2 separate regions of the Mus musculus genome follow, and region 1 is linked to region 2. A link is a contact called in public Hi-C data. All regions are on one chromosome and are shown on one strand. The core of a region is the stretch at or near the end of the contact, and the rest is flanking DNA. Distances in the headings are between cores, read along the strand shown.

Region 1 (4,875 bases), core at 404-2,903, 1.8 Mb before region 2:
AAAGGCCATGAGGGTTCAAAAGTGTATCAAGCTGAAATAATACAAATAATTTAATATTAATAAAAAGTCAGATTGAAAAAATGCACCCTATCAGGGGAGGACAACTTTCGAGATCTCTGATTTAGTTTCTAGTCTCTTGATTGAGTTTCAAGGCTTTAAAACTTGAATTAGGTTAGCAAAAATTTAGCTTTTGGTTAAAATTAGTATCTTGAAGATGCCCACTGTTGACCTATGTATATAGAAAAGAAAGATGTTACATAATTTGCATGGGTTTATCATCTGCATTGTGCTTAGTGGGTAGAAATAAAGTTTCTTGTATTAAATGCAGCAGCAGTACTTTTGTTGTTATGGTGGCAGGTACTTCAGGATTCTGGGCACCACCAGAGGATGATGCTATATAAAACTGTTCTCATTTCTAACCCCCGAATCAGTATATTGTTAGCTAGTTTAAAGTTTCATTTTTGCATCTGTGAAATCTTTGTCATGTCAAATTAGATGTGTAAGGGATAAATGTTAAGAGGTACTCTTTCCAAGTCGACATGATAATTGGCTCTTTTATTAGTAATCTCTCCCGAGTTCGTTTAACTCCTATTGTCTCTATTAGCCTCCCCAGAGCTATTAATGTCACAAGTGATCTATCCAAAACCTAGAGGCCCTCACCTCCCCATACAAGTAGAATATCCCTATTTAAAGGCAAAACAAAACAAAAACATGAGAGGTGCTATGATGAGACTGTGCATATTATTATATGTCTCTGTGTGGAATTTTAAGATACAAACGCATTGAACTTAAACGGTTGTAGGTGCATCTGAATTTCATGTGTTAAGAAATGAACCCCTTGTTCTGATGGTCTTGAATTTGTTTTCTAACAATGGTAGATCCAACAATGAAGAGCTTATGGTTTTAACTGATTATATATCCTAACCCCCATCCCTTTGAAGGGGCTTAGACAGACAGGGTTCATTTAGTATTTGCTCAACAAAAGGATGCATTCCTAATGTTCAACTGTAGGCCTATTCTTGAGTCCTGTTCACGGGCTTGGAATGATCTCCAAAGCCCGAGTGTCTTTTAAATGGAACATAAGGGTCTATTGATGAAAGGACGGACGTGTAGTGTGTGATAACAGAATCCACCACTTGCTAGCTTACTGAAATGTTCATTTACTGGCTGCTGCAGCAATCGAAACTGTCTGCTGGTTTTAACAGCAATTTCTTTTGGCACTGAGCCTTTCGCCAGCAAAACCCCCACTACACCAACCCTGTCTCGGGTTTACACATAAAACCCATTCGTTGCCTCCCTAAACCCAAGCTCCTGCATCACTTCGGAGCCCTTTGAGAGCCTAGGGGGTCGCGACAGCATCAGCCATCTCTAGACAGCTTGCTGCAAGGGTCAGGGCAGGATGCCGCCTCGGGATTCCTGAGCTGAGCAGCGCTCGGTCGGTCCGCCCCCCACACGCGCCCGCATCTGTCTTCGCAGGCCCCGTGTCCCTGTCCAAGTCCAACAGCAATGCTGTCTCCGCCATCCCTATTAACAAGGACAACCTCTTCGGTGGCGTGGTAAACCCCAACGAAGTCTTCTGTTCAGTTCCGGGTCGCCTGTCGCTCCTCAGCTCCACCTCGAAGTACAAGGTCACGGTGGCGGAAGTACAGCGGCGCCTCTCACCGCCCGAGTGTCTTAACGCGTCGCTCCTGGGCGGAGTACTGCGGAGGTGAGGCTCGGACCGGCCCCGCCCCGCCCCACCCGGCCCCGCCCCGCCCCGCTCCACCCCGGGAACCCGGCCCCAGTGCGCCTGCGCTGGGCCGGTAGCTGTACTGCACGCGCGACGTGAAAGGGGCGGAGAGAAAAGAGTGGCGCTTTGTGGGCGTGGCTGAAGGCGGGGGTGGGGTGTGAGGCAACGCGCCTGCGCACTCGGGAACTCCGCTTTCTGCAGCACGCAGGCGCAGTTTTCTACGTCTGGGGCTCAGTCCCAGCCTTGGCAGCCGTGGGGCGCCGTGCTGCTGCCTTTTCCCTGGTTGCGCACAGGTTACAAGCTCAGAAAAGCTTCCGGGCTCCTTGCTTTGCCTTACTACACTGTAGGGTCTTGAGTGGAGATTTAACAGACAGGTTTTCAAGTAAAGAAAGAGAGTGACTTCTGCTTGCTGCGTGCCTCCCATCCCTGGTTGCTGGCACTTCCTGCCATAAGGAACCTCTACCTCCACTCCAGTCTCTGTACGGGGGGGGGGGGGGGGGGGGTGTTCTTTTGACGTTCTGATTTGCTGTGATGTGTGACAGGTTTCTGTTCATTATATGTAGTCGCATCCATTAACACAGGAGTCTCACCTCTCTGAAGTGAGTGAGTCCTGTTTTTCACAAGGGCCAGGGAGGTAGAGTCTAAAGAGAGAAAAGTTTCAGAGCCAGGTGTGTTCTTAGGGATCTATCCAATGGTGTGAGTTGTAGGCCTAGTATTAAATTTGGCCAAAGAGTATGTCTCTTACTCTCCTCTCTACAAAAGACCTGTAATTCGTTGTCTAACTTTATTCCTGTATATTAATAACTCTCAGTTGGGCCTTGGTGGGTATGGCCCACCTACATACTCTAAGAGGGTTTTTGCAGAGTTAATACCAGCGGCTTTCCTTAGTTATCTTTTACTGTCACAGATCTTTCTCTGCCCTCTGCTTTTTCCTCCCCTCCCCCCATCCCCAATATCGGAGACTGCTCACCTATGGGAGTATAATCTAATCCACACAATTAAAGACCCACTTGAGTAGGGAATAAAATCTGAAATTAATTAATTTGCTGTTTTATTTAAACAATTTATCTTAACCACTTTCTGATTATGGGAGTCTATTTAGACATCTATTTAGAAGTGACTCCATTGTTTCTGAAATCAGGGAAAAATTTTGAAGGCTGATATCAGCCATCAGCCTCTTGACATTTCCAGTTATGCTCCTGACATGGCATGTAAACACTTGGCAAGGTGCATTTCCCATTGGGATCAAAGCCAGGACATGAAATGAGAGCGCGATGATAACTTTGGTCACTGGGAACAACCTAACAGCAGATCTTGTGAAGACAATTTAAAGACCCCACTGGGCTTTGCTGGGATTATAGCAACAGGGAAAGCAACACAGTTATCAGTGGAACTCAGGAATACCTCCAACTCTTGCAATCAGAACTGTGTGTGTGTGTGTGTGTGTGTGTGTGTGTGAAAATGGAAAGTTCCCAACCTGCCACAATAGTTGCAATGACAACTATGCCTTTCATCTTCCATGATCTTTCTATATAGTTCCTTCTTGCTCTCTCTTTTCCTGCCTTGGAACCATGACCCTCAGTTTTTAAGAACACATTTTAGAAAGTGTTCAGAATGACTCTGATGTGACAAGAGAAAAATCAATCTTTTTAACACCCCTGCCTCCCATGTTTCTGAAACAGAGCGAAGTCTAAGAATGGAGGGAGATCTTTAAGAGAAAAACTGGACAAGATAGGATTGAATCTGCCAGCAGGGAGACGTAAAGCTGCCAACGTTACCCTCCTCACGTCACTAGTGGAAGGTAAACAGATCTGCTTGCTATCTGGAAGGGAACTGTCAACTTGGGGGTGGGGTGGGGTGGATAATATTTAGTAGCCAGATGTTTGAGTGTGTTTTGTGTCCTTTGGGTGGCTTCACTTTTCCATGGAATGTAACTGGGAATTGAAAAGAATTTGGGATGCCAAGGAAAAAAACAAGAAACAAAACAAAATAAAACAAAAGATCCAAAGCCTATTTGTATAGACTCGTGCCTATATGTTCTTCTTCCTCTGTCTGGCAGAGTCACCCTACCCTCAGCTCAAACCTGACCTAAACAGTGAACAAATTTAAGAACTACACATTCCCCAAGTTCCTGTCTCCTGGAAAGAACTCAGCAGTAAATCACTTAAGTTATTCTGACATCTGCATTTGAGAAATGCGTGACCATTACTTCCTGAATGAATTTGGGAATCTCTGACCTGCATCCTGCTTTAAGACTGTCCCAAAAGCTCAGGGTTAAAAGCCCTTGTGGGTTGTTGGTTTCCAGCCATATACTTCCTACCTCTTGTTTCCATTGTGTGTCTTCTCTCCAGGAGGGGCAGAAAGTGAGCAATTCTAGAATCTGGATTGTTTGATACAGAAAGAGAAGAAGAAACAGACAAATTGTAAAAGAGTTTTTTACTCCGGCTCCCCCCCCCCCCCGCCTCCCCTTTAGTACACACACACCCACCCTTCAAAGTCCTTAAGACAAAAAGCCACCCTGGCCAGCTACCCAAAAGCTGTCACCAGAATCTGCTCACTCACCATCCTGCTTCCTAGATTCCCAACTTCTTCTGATACTCAGTTCATTTAAGGTTGGGAATCAGGGAATAGCTCTCCTTTGTGTCTTGTTATATCTCACATTAATAGAAAAATAAGAAGATGGAGATTTATTACCAGGCAGATTTAAAGCTAGCCACTTATGTTTTAATGAGGCATAATTTATTTGCATAGTGCATCGAGGGAGATATTGCCATGGAATCTAAGAATCTGAAAGTTTCTCGAGAACATTGGAAACAATGTTTTTGAGAAGGCATTCTAGGATTTCTGGGTGTTAAATGGTGTTGAAGGTGGTGATAATGTAACTTAAAAAAAATCTATTGTTTAGGGCCAGAAATTCAAACCCAGCAACATTATGTTAAAATAATGGTAGTGTATAGAGATCCTGCTGTCCATATCATAATCCCCAAATTATATGCCAGGAAAATGGTGGTGGAAGCTGAGGGTAGAGCGTGAGGCACTGGTCTGGGTCTGGGGGTTGAGTGAGGCAGAGGGGAGGCAGTTTCTGGAGAACTGTTATTGTTTGTGATCCGCACCATTTTATGGAAACAAGCTCTGCAGAGAGGGCT
Region 2 (4,868 bases), core at 736-3,235:
TTGGGGATGCCCTTGTGAGATAGATTATGGACAGCATGCCTTTCACCACTAGGCCTCCATTTTGAGTCTTCAACATCACTATCCACTCAGCATTTATGCACAATGGCCCTTGGCGACTTGGTAATTTACTTTCTACAGAGTAACTCCTTGTGCAAATGGCTTCAAGTGTGCTGGGAGATGACCACTAAACTGAAATACAGTGTTTCTCAGTGGCAATACAATGTTTTTCATCAAGAGTCACGGGATCTGTTTCCCTCTCAAGGATAGAGTTTGGGCATGAGGTTATCTTTTGTGGGAATAGTTCCTTGGTTCTTCTGTTTGTTCTGTGGTTAGTCAAAAGCTATCAACATGCTGAGACTGCGCTTCTTGTCTTCACATTAAGAGTATGCATTCCTCATGAGTCCACAGGCAATGGTAACCCTGTTTCGGATCTAGCTTTGTGGCTGGCCATAACTGCAGTCTTCCTTGCTCCTATTGGCAAACAGGGCTGCTCTTACCTGCTTACTCTCTCACTCACCTCATCCCTAATTCCACGGTAACAGTTGGTAAATGCTTGGTTTTCATTCCCAGTGGACATATCTGAGGGCAATGTGCCACACCAAAGGAATAGGAAAAGCAAAGCAAAGTGAGGCATGTCGTGCCTGACGGGGGTTAGATGAATTCTAAAGTGTTGTTTGGATATGACCCATCAAGAACAAGTTGCAAACCACGGAGAGGGTTTTAGGTTTCAATGAGATGGTAAAAGCCATTAAAGCATTGAGAGCAAAGCAGCATCAAATCCTGCTCTTGGGCAGAATTAGGCTGTAAGGAAGTAAAAGATAATAGAAGCCAGCTAGGCTATTGTGATTGCCTAAGCAAGAGTGGGTGGACCTTAACCCCTCTTGTATTCCAGATTTATATTACCATTTACCTTCTCACCTATGTCCTATAACTCCTTAAGGGCTGGAAGTCCATATAAGCTACTTATAAATTATGCATATGACCCTACACATAGGCACATTCAACAGGTGTTTGATAAATAATGTTCCTTCTTGGCTGACAGTTGTTTTACTGCTACTATTTGCTATTGTTGAGCCATAGAATGACATCTCTAAATGTCTAAATGGGCTTTGTTATTCTCTTTAGGATTTTTTCTTTCCTCCCCTTTTTTTAAAGTTTCAACTTTCATACAAAACTGGCTTAGCAAGGCTGGTATTTTTAAAATGTCTAGCTGGACCTTTTCCCTCACCACTTCAGAGATTCTCTCCTAAGGCATAAATGCTTCCCAATGCCTAATTCTTGTGAAATTTTAAAACTTACACACATCTGACCGGATTGTAACGTTTCTGTTGACACTATTCACCCCTTTTCAAAGCAGACTCTTGAATACTATTCCGGTTAAGGTAATCGTAATAATCCTTATCGCCAAGCCCATCTTGGCATTTTCTTCATTGTATCTCAGTAACTGTAAGTGTAGCTCTCAATGTGGAATAATTTATGATATTTGGCGATCAAATATCAGAGATTTTATAACATTTGTCAGACTCCAAGCCAGGGATTTACATTTCAAGCAGTGAGTGGCATGTCAACACAATCCTGGTTCATTTCTGGCCAATTACAAACCATCATCACTGTAAGGGCATGTGACGCAGGCTTCCTGTTTCTTCAGTCCACCTTGGCCAGAAGGGTAGGAGTGAGTCCGGAGAACTGGGACAGGAAAGTAGTTGAGAAGCAACTTCATCCCTTTGAATCAAAAGGTGGAGGCTGGGGAAAGGGAACCTCAGGCTGCTGAGATCCGGCTCGAGCACTCTAAACCTTGGCATCCTTCACACGCCCCGGCTCACGATCGCGGATGTGAAGTCAACTGGGTCGCAGAAGCCACGAGATGGACAGGACCCTTGCTCAGAGCACGCAGGAGCAGGGTGGAGAGGTAGAAACAGCCGAGGGGGTGGGGAGGGCGAAGGGGCGGAGCCGCGCGCCGGCGCACGCGCACAGAGACGCCTAGGCGGAAGTGGCGCGCAGGGTCCGGCGTGTGAAGACCTTCCGGGGAGGTGGCGGCCGAGGCGGCCGTCGCGGGAGCAGACCCGGAGGCGGAGACGGAGACCGAGGAGGTGACAGCGGCGGAGCTGGGAGGTGGGGGTCTTGCTGCGCGGCCAGGCGTCGTCAGGCAGAACTCGGGTGGGCTCCCACACCGTGTCAACAGAGAAGGTGGACGCCGCCGCCGTCGGGGTGGTCGGGGCGCGCGCTTCCGGGAAGAGCATCGTTCCCTGTTGGCCTGAGAACCCCCGGGCCGGACCCCTCCTCTACCCTGCTCTCTGTGCTCAGAGACTTGGTCTCTCGGATTCCCTTGGCTGTTTTTGCAGTTCAGAGTCATTTCCGGGTCTGTGTCCGCTCTCTCCGTTACCTGGTGACTGTTTGCCTTGCAGCGAGTTGACTGTTCTTGCAGGGCTGCTAAGTTTATGTCGCTGAAATCCCTGTACGTTCTTTCGGGCTTTACAGCTGAATTCTCTTCTCCTTTCTTTCTTCCTACCTTGTCTGTCTATCTTTCCGTGTCTTCCTTCTTTCCTCCTTCCTTTTCTCTTCTTTGGGAAAAACACTGAAAGATTTTGTTAGTTTACTATCATGAGTTGTTTGTTTTGAGTTTTTTTGTTTGGTTGGTTTTTTGTGTTTGAATGAATTACATCTGCGTTACTTCTACAGTAGATTATCAGAATCCCGAATTTTAGTTAAACATTTCTGTTACAAGTGAGTTGAGATAGTTTGAGACTTGGAGGGGAAAGACACTGACAACGTTTGAAAAATATTTTAGATAGCATTACTTCTGCTTAAAGTCTACTTTAAATCCTATTGTTAGCCCTTGAGGGGAATAGAGTTTCGGAAATCACCAGTCTCTCACCCTTTTGTGTGATAAGGTATGGGAGAAATCACAATCTTGTTTTTCTGCTCTTTGATCTTATCCCACACCTGGAACCCAGTTGTGAAGACATGATTGTTACTAGAGCGTTGCAGGTTTCTGGCGAAGCTGGGACTTTTCCAGGCTGTGCACATGATAAGTTTTCCTCCCATTCCAGCTTTGTAATAGAAAGCGTACCTCCTTCACATTAAAAAAAAAAAAAAAAAAAAGACTAGGTTAAGAGATAAGGTGAGGCCAGCAAGCTGACAGGTAAGAGCACCTGAGGCCAAGCCTGTGGCCAAGCCCAGAACCAATAAGGTGAAATGACAGAGAACCAGTTCCCAGGAGTTGTCTTCTGACCCTTGCTTGCCATCTGTGGCATAGACACACAGACTTGTATAAAGAAATAAGCTTTTATTTCAGTGTGTCATTGTAAGGCAACATCACCTGTTTCCGATTGTGTGTGTGCACACACAGTATGTGTTTACTTACTCTAAGCACTTCTTTGACCTCCATTTTAGCCGTTATGTCTCCCTGCAATGTGCCAAGTGTCTGTTGCGCTTTAAGAAGAGACCCAAGGCAGCAATCCACTTCCACAACTTCTTTCTGTTCTAGTTTCAGAGGGTATTATGAGTCTCTAAAGCAAAGCAAGATGTTGGCTATTTGATTTGAAAACTTGTAATCCTGTTCTTGAGCTTTTGTTTGTTTGTTTGGAGACAAGATCTCTGTAGCCCAGCCTTGTGTTAAATTCTCTGTGTAGTTCAGGCTCCTTCCCCCCCCCCCCCCCCCCCCCCCCCCGTACCATAAGGACTTTGTCCCTGTTTGTTTGTTCGTTTGTATAAGATTTATTTGTAGTGTGTGTGTCTGTGTGTGTCTGTGTGTGTGTGTGTATGAATGTACTTGTGGATATATGCATGAGAGGGTTCTGATGGGAATCTGAGGGTAGAGTAATAGTCAATTGCAAACCTAACAAGGACGGGTGCTGGGAACCAAACTTCTGCAAGAGGAATAAACATTTTTAACCACCACGCCATCTCTCCATGCCTGGCTCTGATTCTTTAGATAACAATATCAATTATTAACAATAGAAACAGAAGTGAGACTGCAAGCATCGGAGATCGGAGTTTGAGAGTAGCAGAGGCCTTCCTCACTCATGCTTTCTGACCAGCGATATTCTGATCAGTAGTGTAGTGTAAAGCTGCACACTGAATGCCAGACTTTTACAGGGCAGGTTTGGTGGTAATGAGATGTCGTGTTAGCAGTGACAGTGGCTCCATTTCCTTGTTAGCACAAGTGCTCTCTAAAGAGAATTCAGGAGAGATGGGTGTTGTGTTGGACGTGTTTTAAAGAGGGTAGTGCTGCAGCCTAGAACTGCATCTCATAAGGCTTCCAGGAAGTGTGTAGGAGTGTTAAAGTGGAGGAGAGTGGAATGGAGTAATGTTGGTCACATGTTTAACAGAGCACAAGAGAATCTTTTTTTCTGATAGTGGATGACGGAAGGGACATTTGTAGTGAAGGCTAGGTGGGAACTCCAGATCCCCGTTTCCTATTCCATGTCCGGAGGATGAGTCAGCTTAAGCACACCAGACCTCTTCAGCAGTGTTTCTGAAAAGCTGGATACTAAAAGCTACCGCATTTGGGATGCCATACTGTGTGCTGTGCTCTTTTACACTTGTCTCAGAGATCCCGCAGAGATGCTTTAACCCTTGCATTTCCTTTGCCCAGTAGAGATTCAGAACCTGAGTCTCAGAGAGTTGACTTTGCCCAAGACTCCTCAGGTGGCTCCAGAGCTCAGACGCAAAGTTCCAAATCATGGGGTGCTTTCTTCCACTGTCAGCGCTAGTTAACTTGGCATTTTATTTAACTCTGAACATTTCAGAAGAGAGCAATGTTAGGAAAGAGTTGCCTTCTGCATAAATATTCCGATGTCAGTAAAAGTGGGGAAGGGATTTTCTGAGGCTCACTCTGTGTGTGCATGTTTGCCTACCTGCAGCAT

Evidence for each region. A called contact is a pair of places that touch in the nucleus more often than the background predicts.
Region 1: a Hi-C map of CD8 T cells shows a contact between it and region 2, with 3 times the contacts expected there. The contact joins the enhancer-like site here to the promoter of Slc35b3 in region 2. A contact is called at or near these places in 3 of 39 promoter capture datasets (the 3T3-L1 cell line, cranial neural crest and maxillary cranial neural crest), 7 of 484 Hi-C or Micro-C datasets (CD4 T cells, CD8 T cells, the G1E-ER4 cell line and 2 more), 4 of 115 datasets of contacts at active chromatin or transcription factors (embryonic stem cells, kidney, large pre-B cells and 1 more) and 6 of 9 other capture datasets (adipose tissue, embryonic stem cells, embryonic tail and 3 more).

The regions. Positions count from the first base shown.
Region 1 is chr13:40,719,924-40,724,798 of GRCm38.p6, reverse strand. Tfap2a (transcription factor AP-2, alpha) reads left to right here. Exons shown (of 7, transcript NM_011547.5): 4 at 1,477-1,708; 5 at 3,412-3,530. Among named protein-coding and RNA genes, the nearest start is that of Gm26688, 5.4 kb to the left of the region's middle. Within about 2 kb of position 1,653, at least 262 of the 459 cell types and tissues checked have an H3K27ac peak or open chromatin away from gene starts, as enhancers often do. A contact at or near this core is called in CD8 T cells, the G1E-ER4 cell line, Th17 cells and 1 more, where this site is marked.
Region 2 is chr13:38,957,654-38,962,521 of GRCm38.p6, reverse strand. Slc35b3 (solute carrier family 35, member B3) reads left to right here and starts at 1,985. Exons shown (of 10, transcript NM_134060.4): 1 at 1,985-2,090. It overlaps 5033403F01Rik (RIKEN cDNA 5033403F01 gene), which reads right to left and starts at 1,903. Exons shown (of 3, transcript NR_131019.1): 1 at 1,300-1,903.